Regions from separate parts of the Canis lupus genome. Here region 1 is linked to region 2. A link is a contact called in public Hi-C data. All regions are on one chromosome and are shown on one strand. The core of a region is the stretch at or near the end of the contact, and the rest is flanking DNA. Distances in the headings are between cores, read along the strand shown. Region 1 holds the start of TRA2B (transformer-2 protein homolog beta). Region 2 holds the start of IGF2BP2 (insulin-like growth factor 2 mRNA-binding protein 2).

What was found. A called contact is a pair of places that touch in the nucleus more often than the background predicts.
Region 1: a Hi-C map of tumor fibroblasts shows a contact between it and region 2, with 4 times the contacts expected there. The contact joins the promoter of TRA2B here to the promoter of IGF2BP2 in region 2. A contact is called at or near these places in 2 of 9 Hi-C or Micro-C datasets (amygdala and tumor fibroblasts).

Annotation. Positions count from the first base shown.
Region 1 is chr34:18,825,509-18,830,913 of UU_Cfam_GSD_1.0, forward strand. It overlaps TRA2B (transformer-2 protein homolog beta), which reads right to left and starts at 1,964. Exons shown (of 9, transcript XM_038583629.1): 1 at 1,670-1,964. The coding sequence starts at 1,705.
Region 2 is chr34:18,692,088-18,697,398 of UU_Cfam_GSD_1.0, forward strand. It overlaps IGF2BP2 (insulin-like growth factor 2 mRNA-binding protein 2), which reads right to left and starts at 2,802. Exons shown (of 15, transcript XM_038583625.1): 1 at 2,528-2,802; 2 at 905-965. The coding sequence starts at 2,705.

The DNA of each region.
Region 1 (5,405 bases), core at 714-3,213, 130 kb after region 2:
TAACTTATTCAGGTATATTCAACTAAGAGCGCTTCTCAGAAACCGGCCATTTTGTATTCTCTTCGCAGCGCAAAAAAGTACTCAGTAATTGTTTAAGAAAACCGAAGACTTAAAAGTTATCATTTGCTTCCCCCGTTCCAAACACCGATGACTAGATTCAACGGTATATAGTCAACTGGTAGAATCAGCAATCACTGCTTAACAATTTGTAGGTTGGGTCCAAACTTTCTTACGGTGGACAGCAAGAGCTTAAAAATACTCGTACAGGCACTGATGTTGGTGCAACCAACCGTCTTAAAGGAAAATGTAAAAAGCCAGTATTCTCTGAATAGGTGAAGCCTCATTACTCAAGTTAAATCAGATTTGGTTCCAAAATTACACAGTAAATTTTACAAAGTTTCAGGGCCTAAGACAGGAAGTTTTTAAAAAATGCCCTCTTAATGAAGGGCCCCAAATCGGTTTCATAGAAGTTTGCTAGTGTATTTGAATAGATTTACCTGACGACCGCTATTGAGATCTTAGGATGGCACTAGAAGGCAAAACTTAAGTCAACTGTCAAAGCACCCAACTTCTTTATCCTTACCAAGTTAAAAAAAAATCATGTTCTCTGGTGCTTTTCATTAATCTCACTCGAAGAAATTCTCCATATCCTCCGAATGCCCGAGATTGACAAGCTTTGTGTATTTTTGCATCTTCATGAATACCCAAGGCCTGCAACCACGCTTTATTTACTACACGCTTTTTAAGCCCGGAAGCGGTCTTATTCCCGCAATCTAATCAAACCACTACCGAACTCAACATTTGGGTTAAGTGGAGGCAAAGTCAAAGTGTACCAACATAAGCTGTGGCTCACAGAAGTAGAATGCCTCAAAACAAAGGAAATAACGGCGCCATACATGGTTGCCCGTCAGTTTCTTCTACACAGTCCCCTAGAAAATAAATATCTGCTCCATAAAACAAGAAAACCTCTGTAGCCTCAGGGTGTCGTCCATCGGATACCGATAACGATTTTTTCCTTTGAAAGAAAACACTTTCGATATCGGAAAAAAGCACTCCCTTTAGGCCAGACAAAAAGCCCGCGCGAAACCCCCTCTAACGGGCCCAGAACTTGTCTACCTCGGATTAGTTTCCCCGACGTAAAAAAGCCCCAAGAACACCCCAGACTCCGTCTTTTCGGGGTCCACAAAACGATTCTAAAGCTAAACGATGGGCCAACCCTCCCAGAGAACGCTGCCTTCCTCCCCCCGCTCGGTCTGTGAGGCGCGGGCCCGCCTTGACGCGCGGCTGCTCCGCCATTTTGTGCCTCTGGCAGCGCGCCCGGCCAGCCGGCCCAAGATGGCGGCAGCGAGGCTTCGCAGGAGAGCAACGGCGAAATGAGATACCGCTCCCCTCCCCCAACACCAAGGGGACGCAGCGGCCATTTTTAATCTTTCTCCCCTCTTCTAACGGAAAAAAACCGCCGTCTCGACTTGCGGGCCACACAAACCCGCCAGTGGCCTACTTCGTGACTAACGACACTATTCGCAAGGGCTTTTAAAACCCCACTCCTGTGCTTCCAAGACTCAGACTTCGGAGTCTAAATCGCCCGTCTCCGGAGCCGAGGCCGACGGGCCTGGGAAGAGATGCAAGCTGGAACCACACGGCCGCCCCCTGCACCACCTCTACGTACCCGCTCGCCGTAGTTCTGCTCGCCGCTGTCGCTCATGACTCCTAGCTGCTGTCGCCGCTCGACGGGCTTCAATCGAAGCTGCCAACCTCTGGCGCCTTCTGTATAGAGGCTCCGCCGCAGCCTCACAGAACGCACGGGCTCCCGAGCCGCCGAGTACCGAAGCGCTCCGCACCGCCTCCGCACGGGCTCTAAGTCTGCCGGACGTGACGCGGCGCTCCTTAAGCCGGCTCCTCCCCTTTCAGAACGCGCGCTTTCTTGGCCCCGCCCCTCGGCGCTCGGTCTTCCCTTTCTAGCGGCGGCGCGTCCGGAACCGGACGTGACGTAAGCCTCGCAGCCCGCCCAGCCCCACCCACCATCTCTGGGTCTCAGCGAGGCGGGAAAGTAAGCGTGCTGGACGGCCTGCGCCTGCGGTTGGTGGTCGCCGAGGGGCGTGGTGATGTCACCGGCCACGCCCTCATCTCTTCTGGAACTTTCCAGGGAAAGCGTCGCGGCGGTGGGAAGGAGGAGATGCCCTTTTTTCCCATCCTTGATTCCTTTCTTGTGCTTATTAGTTTTTGTGCCGCCTTTTGGTTGGAGAGACCCCATGTCCTTCTACTGCGACCCATGGTTTACCGCCTTGCACTTATTTAGCTTCAGTTGTGGATGCATCCTTCCTGAAAAAAACCTTCATTTGAGCACCTATTAAATGGTGAAGCACTCTCAGATCTCCAGGTGCTGACATCAGACACAATCTCTATTCTGAAAGAAGTTAGTGGTCCAGAAAGGAAGAACCGTTAAACACGGGTGTAAACTATGATTTTAAGCGCCAGAAGTGCCTACTGCAATGATGTCACTGGAGGGAAGATTAATTTTTTTTTTAAGATTTTATTTATTTGTTAGAGAGGGACAGGCAGAGGGAGAGGCGGGCTCCGTATAGGGAGCCCGACGTGGGACTCGACCCGGGTCTCCAGGATCAGGTCCTGGGTTGAAGATGGCGCTAAACCGCTGGGCCACCCGGGCTGCTCTTCTCTTACCCAATGGCGTGATAGACAGTTCTTGAACAGCCTCGGTTTCAACTGCTCTTGTTCACTTATACTTTTTTTTTTTTTTTTTTTATAAACACAGTACTATCCAGACCTTATCCTATGTACCCATCACCCATTAAAAAGGAAGTATGATAACCTGGCTGGTTTGGTACTTTTGGTACCTGTAAAGGACCATTTGATTTTTTTAAGCAGCTTTATTAAGATGATTACATACCATGCCATGCTCCCATTTAAAGTGACTAATTTAGGGACATCTGACTGGCTCAGTGTTAAGCATCTGCCTTTGGCTCAGGCCATGATCCCAGGGTCCTGGGATCCAGCCCAGCATGGGGCTCCCTGCTCAGTGGGAGTCTGCTTCTCCCTCTCGCTCTGCTCTTTACTCCACACCTCCCCCCTCCTGCCCCGTGCTCGCTCTCTCTCAAATAAATACATCTTTAAAAAGTAAAGTGAATAATTCAAATGGTTTTTATTGTACATATAGAACTGTGCAGGCATCACAGCAATTTTAGAACAGTTTCATCACCCCTAAGAAGAAACCTGTACTCATTCATAGTCATTGTACATCTCCCTCTCCACCCTCCTGCAACCCTGCCAGCTCTAAGGAATCTGAAGTTTACTTTGTCTCTATAGTTTTTATTCTGAACATATCATATAAACAGAAATATTTAATATGAAGTCCCTTGTGATTAGCTTCTTAATGTAGTGTTTTTAAGGCTTGTGCATGCTGTAGCATGTATCAGTATTTCATTCTTTTTAATTAGTGAATAATATTTTATTATATAGATATATCACATTTTATTTATTCATTCATTGGTTGATAGACTTTTGTACCCAAAAGTGCACTTTCCATTTTTTAACCATTATGAGTAATCACAGCAGCTATGATGTTTTGTCGAACATACATTTTCAATTATTTTGGGAATATACCTAGGGGTGGATTGCTGAGTTGTATCCTAATTCTATGTTTAACATTTTGAGGAGCTTTTAATTCCAGCCACTGCGGTATCTGGGTGGCTAAGTGGTTGATCATCTGTCTCCAGCTTAGGTAGTGATCCTGGGGTCCTGGGGTCAAGGCTCCTGGGATCAATCCCCAGGGGTTAGCCTGCTTCTCCATCTGCCTATGTCTCTGCCTCTCTCTGTGTCTTTCATGAATAAGTAAATTTTTTAAATCTTAAAAAATAATAATAATCCTAGACACTCTAACAAGTGTGAAATGGTATCTCATTGAGGGTTTGATTTGTATTTCCCTAATAATGATGTTGAACATCTTTTCATGTGTTTATTGATCATGTGTAGATCTTCCCTGGAGAAATGTCTATTCACATACCTTGCCCATTTTTTTAAATATTTTATTTATTTATTTAGGATAGTCACAGAGAGAGAGAGAGAGAGAGAGAGAGAGAGAGAGGCAGAGACACAGGCAGAGGGAGAAGCAGGGTCGATGCACCGGGAGCCCGACGTGGGATTCGATCCCGGGTCTCCAGGATCGCGCCCTGGGCCAAAGGCAGGCGCCAAACCGCTGTGCCACCCAGGGATCCCACCTTGCCCATTTTTTAGCTGAGTTATCAGTCTTTTTATTACTGAGTCGTAAGAATTGGCAATTTGAGTCTTACTTGTTTCAGCATCAGTATTTAAGGCACCTTTGACCCAGAGGTTTGGTGATGACTCAAGGTGACAATTGTCCTATTTTTTTTTCTTTACATACTCTCCAGAGCCATCCTCCACTGCTTTCATGGTTTTAATCAGCGACTTACATGCTGCTGGCTTCCAGCTTTATATTCACACATCTGAACACCCTCCTCAGTTTTGTGCTTAAATTCCAGTTGCCTGCCTGAATTTTTACCTGGATACTTCAGAGGCTTATAAAAATTAACATGTCCAAAAATTAAAATAATCATTTTAATAATCTCTTCCTTGGCTATCTATTTTTTTTTATTTATTTTTTCTCTTTTTTTTTTCCTTCTTTTTTCCCTTGGCTATCTAAATGTCTCTGCTAAAACTTCTCCCCTCCTTATTTAGTTAACATAGCTCATCAATTCTTTCTGTATAATAAAAATTTTTTCTTTTCTTTTCCATGCCCCTTACCTATATCAGGGCCTCATCAGATCAATTATCTAAGGAATTTTCCAATTATCTTAAAAATTGAATTAGTGTTTGTGGAGTTTTTACAGCTTTAAGCACTTTATTTCAAATTCTAATAAGAAAAAATAGTGGGATCCCTGGGTGGCGCAGCGGTTTAGCACCTGCCTTTGGCCCAGGGCGCGATCCTGGAGACCCGGGATCGAATCCCACGTCGGGCTCCCGGTGCATGGAGCCTGCTTCTCCCTCTGCCTATGTCTCTGCGCCTCTCTCTCTCTCTGTGTGACTATCATTAAAAAAAAAAAAAAAAAAAGTGATAAAACTCTTCAAACCATTACCTTGGACCTGGAGTTATAGTTTATAAAGATGAAATTCTAGTACACTTTCCCCCAATAATTGTTTTGAATTTTGCAATGATCCCTGGTGTTTTTATGCTCTTATTAATTTCTAGTTCTTTTATTGGCCAAGCTGTACCAGTTTTGAACTTTCTGGTAGCCTCCCCGAGAAGAAGAAATTAAATTTCTTTCCTCCTTTTTAACACCTAGATGCTTGTCAATGTGATGTAATTTAAAAATTAGATCAGGAACAAACTGATAGGTGTTAATTGTACAATTCTCTCCACTATGTTTGAA
Region 2 (5,311 bases), core at 1,552-4,051:
TGAAGAAATGTATGTGAATGGGATATAAACTAAGTTACGACACAAGAGAGGAAAAAAAAAAAAAAACCTAGAATGAGTAATAAAGGGCCCCAATTTAAAGTCCACAATACACTTTAAACAAAGATGTTCTCCCTCATTCTCTCCTCATAGAGAGATATTTCTCATGTAGGCAAATCACTGTGGAGAAATCCAACTTCCACCAAACTCTTTACGCCTTCATTAACAACAGTGCACTTAAATATAACTATAGATTTCACAAAGATACTTGGTTAGCCTCAGACATATCTTAAAAGCAACAACAACAAAACGCTCAGAAGCAACAGTCAGTAGTCTCAGTGACTCAAAAAGTCTGGCTTTTTAACTACCACCCAATGCAAACAACCTACTTCTTTAGAGTGCTATGCAAAATACTGACCCCTTACTGAATTATTTTATTATTCAACGCTAAGCTATCTGAAAAAGAAAACTAATTAATCGCGAAGTTTAGTTAAGCAATTTAGTTGACAAAGTAAATATTTACTCTTAACATCTCACAGGAAGTCTTGACAAGCATTTGTTGCCACTGTGCTGGGGGGGGTAGGGCTGGGAGTGGGGGGGTGGGGGGTGGGAGGCAAGTTTTGATAAACAAGTTTAACGGTCCCAGCGAATTTCACACAGCTAGGGTTCGCCACCCCTCACCCCCAATAAGGCACCAGATATTTTCCAAAGTACAGTAAACACCTTATATAATGAAAGTAAAAAAAAAAAATGTAACTTTCTAGACTATGTTATCTCCACTAACAAAACAAACAAAAGCCTCCCTTTTTAAAACCACAAAAGCACATTAAAAAAAAAAAAAAACGGAGCGTATTTCTGTATTTACACGTAAGCCCTATCACGAAATAACTAAGCAAAATATATTTACCTGAGCTTTTTAGAGACTGAGTAATCAACTTCCATGATTTTCCCATGCAATTCCACTTTACCTTTAAAACAGAAATTAAAGCACTCAGAACCTTCCTTAGATCAAAGCGGCGGGGGTCTAGGAGGGGCACGCACAGAACTGCACGCTCGGGCTCCGCCTTCGGGCGCCCTCCAGGGGTCTCCTCCCCGCCTCGAGCTGGGCAAACTTGGCTCCCGGTGGGAAGCAAGGTGGGCGCCCCGACTCTTTGGACGAGGTGGGAAGGGCGCGAGCCCGGATCCGACCCCAGGTATAGCTGTGGGTGGCATTACCGGAAAAACAAATTTAATAAAGAGCGGCGCCAATTTGAAAGGATGAGCTCATTTGAAACTCAAGCTGCAGGGCTGGCGCGGCCCCGCTGCTCGCCCGGCCCCCACCTCTCCAAGCCGCTGACCCGGGCCCCGGAGGCTCCGCTGCGCCCCCCTCCCCGCCCTCCCCACCCCGCGGCCCCGACGAGGCGCACCGGAGCCCCCCCGCCCCGCCCCCACCCCGCCTCCCCCCCGGGGGCCGCCGCCGCGGGCGCCCGGTCCCGGCCGGCTCCGGGGTGTCACCTTGGCCTGGCGGCCGCCCCGCCCCCCCCCCGCGCGCCGGTGGGCCGGGGGCTCGGGCCGGCCGGGGCGCGGGGGGCTCGGGGGGCGCGGGCTCCGGCGGGCGGGCGGCGAGCGCGGCTCCGAGCGGTGCGTGTGCGAGAGGGCGAGTTGGGGAGTGCGCGCGCGCGCCAGTGTGTGTGTGTCGCTCTCCGTCTCCCGTCTGGGCTCCGGCGCTCTCGCGGGCCCCCCGGTCGCCTCTTTCCCGGTTCTCAGCCCGGGGCCCCCACCGAGTTGAGACAGGGCACCTCGTAGAAAGGTGCTTCTGGCCGAGCGGGAGGCGGGGGGGCCGGCGGCGGAAAGCCCCCAGCCCCGAGTTCTTCTCAATAAAATCGGACAAAAAATTCAGAGAAAAATAGGAGCGCTTGAGAGACGAGCGAGAGGGGACGGCGGCTCGGGAGAGGGACCGAGAGCGGGCGCCGTCGTGCAGGGGCCGGGGCTGGGGGGCGGGGGGGGCACCGAGACCCCGGAGGGGACCGTCAGGGCGGCGCCGAGGGGGCTCCGAAAGTGGGGGGCCGCGGGGCGCGGTGGGGAGGGGGCCAGCGAGGGGCGCGCGGCTCCGGGGGCGCGGGGGGCGAGAGGTCCGGGCACGCGGGCTGTGCGGGGCGGGGGGGGTCCCTGACAAAGGGGGGGCGGCAAGGTCAGGGGACAGCGGGCACGGGGGGCTCTCCGGGGATGGGGGTGGGGAAACTCCGGAGAGCGGCGCGGGCAGCCTGCGGGAGGGGGGCGCCCCCAGAGCGCGGGCGAGCCCCGGGCACCCTCGCAGCGGCACGGGGGTCGCCCCGGGGCTGCGGCCGGGAGCGCGCGGGGCGGGGGGGGTCCGGCGCGGCGGGGGGAGGGGAGCGGGCCGGCGCCGAGAGTTGAGGGTCTGGTGCGGGGAAGTGAGCGTGCGGGCGCGGGAGCCCCCGCCGGGCGCCGCCCGCAGGCTCGGCCTCCCTCCGGGCGCCGTCCCGGCCCGAGCTGGGCGAGGCGGGGGGAGGGGGCGGCGGCGACTGCTCACCCGAGAGGGTCTCGATGGCGCGGATGGCCCAGTTCTGGTCGGGGTAGTCCACGAAGGCGTAGCCGGACTTGAGCAGGACCTGTCCCGCCAGGGGCAGCTTCCTGTCCCCGAAGAGCTGCCGGAGGTCGTCGGCGGTGACGGCGGGGCTCAGGTTCCCGATGTAAAGCTTGTTCATCATCCGTCTCTTCCCCGAGAGCCCGCGGCTCCCCCGGCCCGGTACCCGGCGCTCCTCGCCTCCTCCGCTGCCCTCGTCTCTCCTCCTCCTCCTCCTCCTCCTCCTCCTCCTCCTCCTCCTCCTCCTCCTCCGCCCCCCCTCCCCGCCCTCCGCCCGCCCGCCCGCCACCCACCCCCACCCTCAGCCTGGCTCCCCCCACCGCGGCCGGCCCGGCCCGCCCGGGGGCAGAGGCGGAGGCGGGGACTCGGCGCGGCTGCCTCCTCGGGGCAGAGTCCCGGGCCGGGCGGCGGCGCGCGGACAAAGCGCTCTCTCTGCCTCCCTCTCGCTCGCTCTCAAGGCGGTGGCGGGAGGAGGAGCAGCGGCGGGCGGCGGCAGCGCACCCCGCGTGTGTGTGTGTGTGTGTGAGAGTTTGTACGGGCGTGTGCGCCGCCGAGAGTGAGCGAGCGAGCGCCCCCTCCCCGCCCCGCGCCGCGCCGCCGAGCCCCGAGCCCCCCGCGCGGCTCCCCGGGCTCTGCCTCCCGCCGGGCGGGCGGAAGCGGGTCGCGGCCCGGGGCCGGGGCGCCCGGAGCCCGAAGCCCGGAGCCCGGAGCCCCGGCGGGCGCGGCGCGGAGGCCGGGCGTGCGGCGGGGCGGGGAAGGCGCGCCCGGGGCGCGGGTGGGAGTGCGCGAGGGGGCGCGGGGCCGTGGGAGAGCGCGGAGAGGGGTGTGCGCAAGGTGGACCGGATGTGAGAGCGCGGCCGCCGCGGCCGGGGAAGGTGTGTCTCGGAGGTGAGAGGCGAGGGCGGGCTGGGAGGCAACTTCGGCGGCGAGTTGGCCGCGGCCGGCGCCCTGCGCGGTCCCGGGCGCAGCGCTCGCTCGGAGCCCCGCTCCCCGCCCGGCTCCCCGGGGCGACCCCGCGGCGCGTGCGGTCGAGGCTCGCGGACGGCGGTCGGGACGCCTGGGCCCTCGCGCACGGCGCAGCCCGGGCAAGTTGCCGCCGGCCCGGGCCTCAGTTTCCCGGCCCGTCGCGGGAGACGGAAGGCCGGAGCCGAGTCCCGTCCGCTCCGCCCGCGCCCCGTGCGCCCGGAACCCCGCGCCGGCGGCAGCCTGACGTTGGCAGCTGCTCCCTATTCTGGGAAGTGCCGAGGGCTTCCCGAGCGGCCGCCGCGGGGCCAGGTGGCGGGTGGGGAGGCCAGCGGGGCGGGGGCGGGGGCGGGGGCCGCGGCCCCGAGGACCGCGCTCGCTTCTGGGCTGCGAGGCCGGGCTCCGTCCCGGAGCGCGGTGGTGGGCGGCGGGGGCGGCTGCAGGCGGAGGCGCTCGGGCTGGAGTAGGAGTTCCCCCCGAGCTCTGGGGAGGGCCCGGAGAGGAAAGAGGTCCTTCCAAGCGGAGGAAACAACGTGACCGACGGAAGAGGCAGGGTTGGGATGATAGCAGCCCCAAGCCGAGGGGCTAGGGAAGGAGCCAGAAGGGCTGGAGGCTGTTGGGAGTTCCGGGGCCCGGCTGGAAGTCTGGTGGTTAGAGCCCGGTCCCAGCCAGGAAATGAATTATTATACAGGGAAGGAAAAGAATGGCAGGATTCGTTGGTTGAAGAAGGGACAGAAGAAGATTGCAAGATCTGAACTTCTGGGGACCTTAGTGGGAGTGATGGTTTGACCAGAGGAGTAAGTTCTTGAGGACACTGGGGTCCCTTGGTGAAGATGGAACAGGTTCAGATCTCCCGGCTGGGTCGTGAAGTTCTCTTTTGCTAATAAGCGTTCCTGTTGACCGAGAGGGTGAAGGGAGCACGGCTTGTTTTTTAAAAATGCACGTTTCCAGGTCCCTGTGAGCCTGCATTTTGTATCTTCCTTAAGTGCTCTCAGGTGATTCTTGTTTGGGATGCGCTGGCAGGTGGAAGGCCTATACGCTTAGGACTCAGACCTTCCTCCTTTCTGTCCGTCCCTAGCTGTGTGGCTTAGAATGTTCCAGCATCTGTGAGCCTAAGTTTCTTCAGTTTAAAAAAAAAAAAAAAAAAAAGAGGGACACCTGGCTGGCTCAGAGGTTGAGCATATGCCTTTGGCTCAGGGAATGATCCTGGAGTCCCTGGATCGAGTCCCATATCAGGCTTCCTGCATGGAGCTTGCTTCTCTCTCTGCCTCTCATAAATAAATAAATAAAATCTTTTAAACATACATATATAAATAAGTGAAAGAAAGAGGGCAGCCCGGGTGGCTCAGTGATTTAGCGCCGCCTTCAGCCCAGGACGTGATCCTGGAGACCCAGGATCGAGTCCCACGTCGGGCTCCCTGCATAGAGCCTGCTTCTCCCTCTGCCTATGTCTCTGCCTCTCTCTCTCTCTGTGTGTGTGTGTGTGTGTCTCTACGAATAAATAAATAGTCTTGAAAAAATAATAATCTTTAAAAAAAAGAAAGAAAAGGATAAAGCAACCAACCCTTGCAGAACTGTTGTGAAGTCTCTGAAGAACTGAGTAGTGTGTTGAAACACAGTGGTCACACACATAATGCTTTTCTTAGGAACTAATGAGCTTTATAAAACTGTCTATTGGAAAAGGAGATCTCATTAAATAATTAGTTGTCCAGAGGAGAAATAAAGTATACCCAGATATTGCAGTTATTTGAGTTCTGGTGTTGGTCT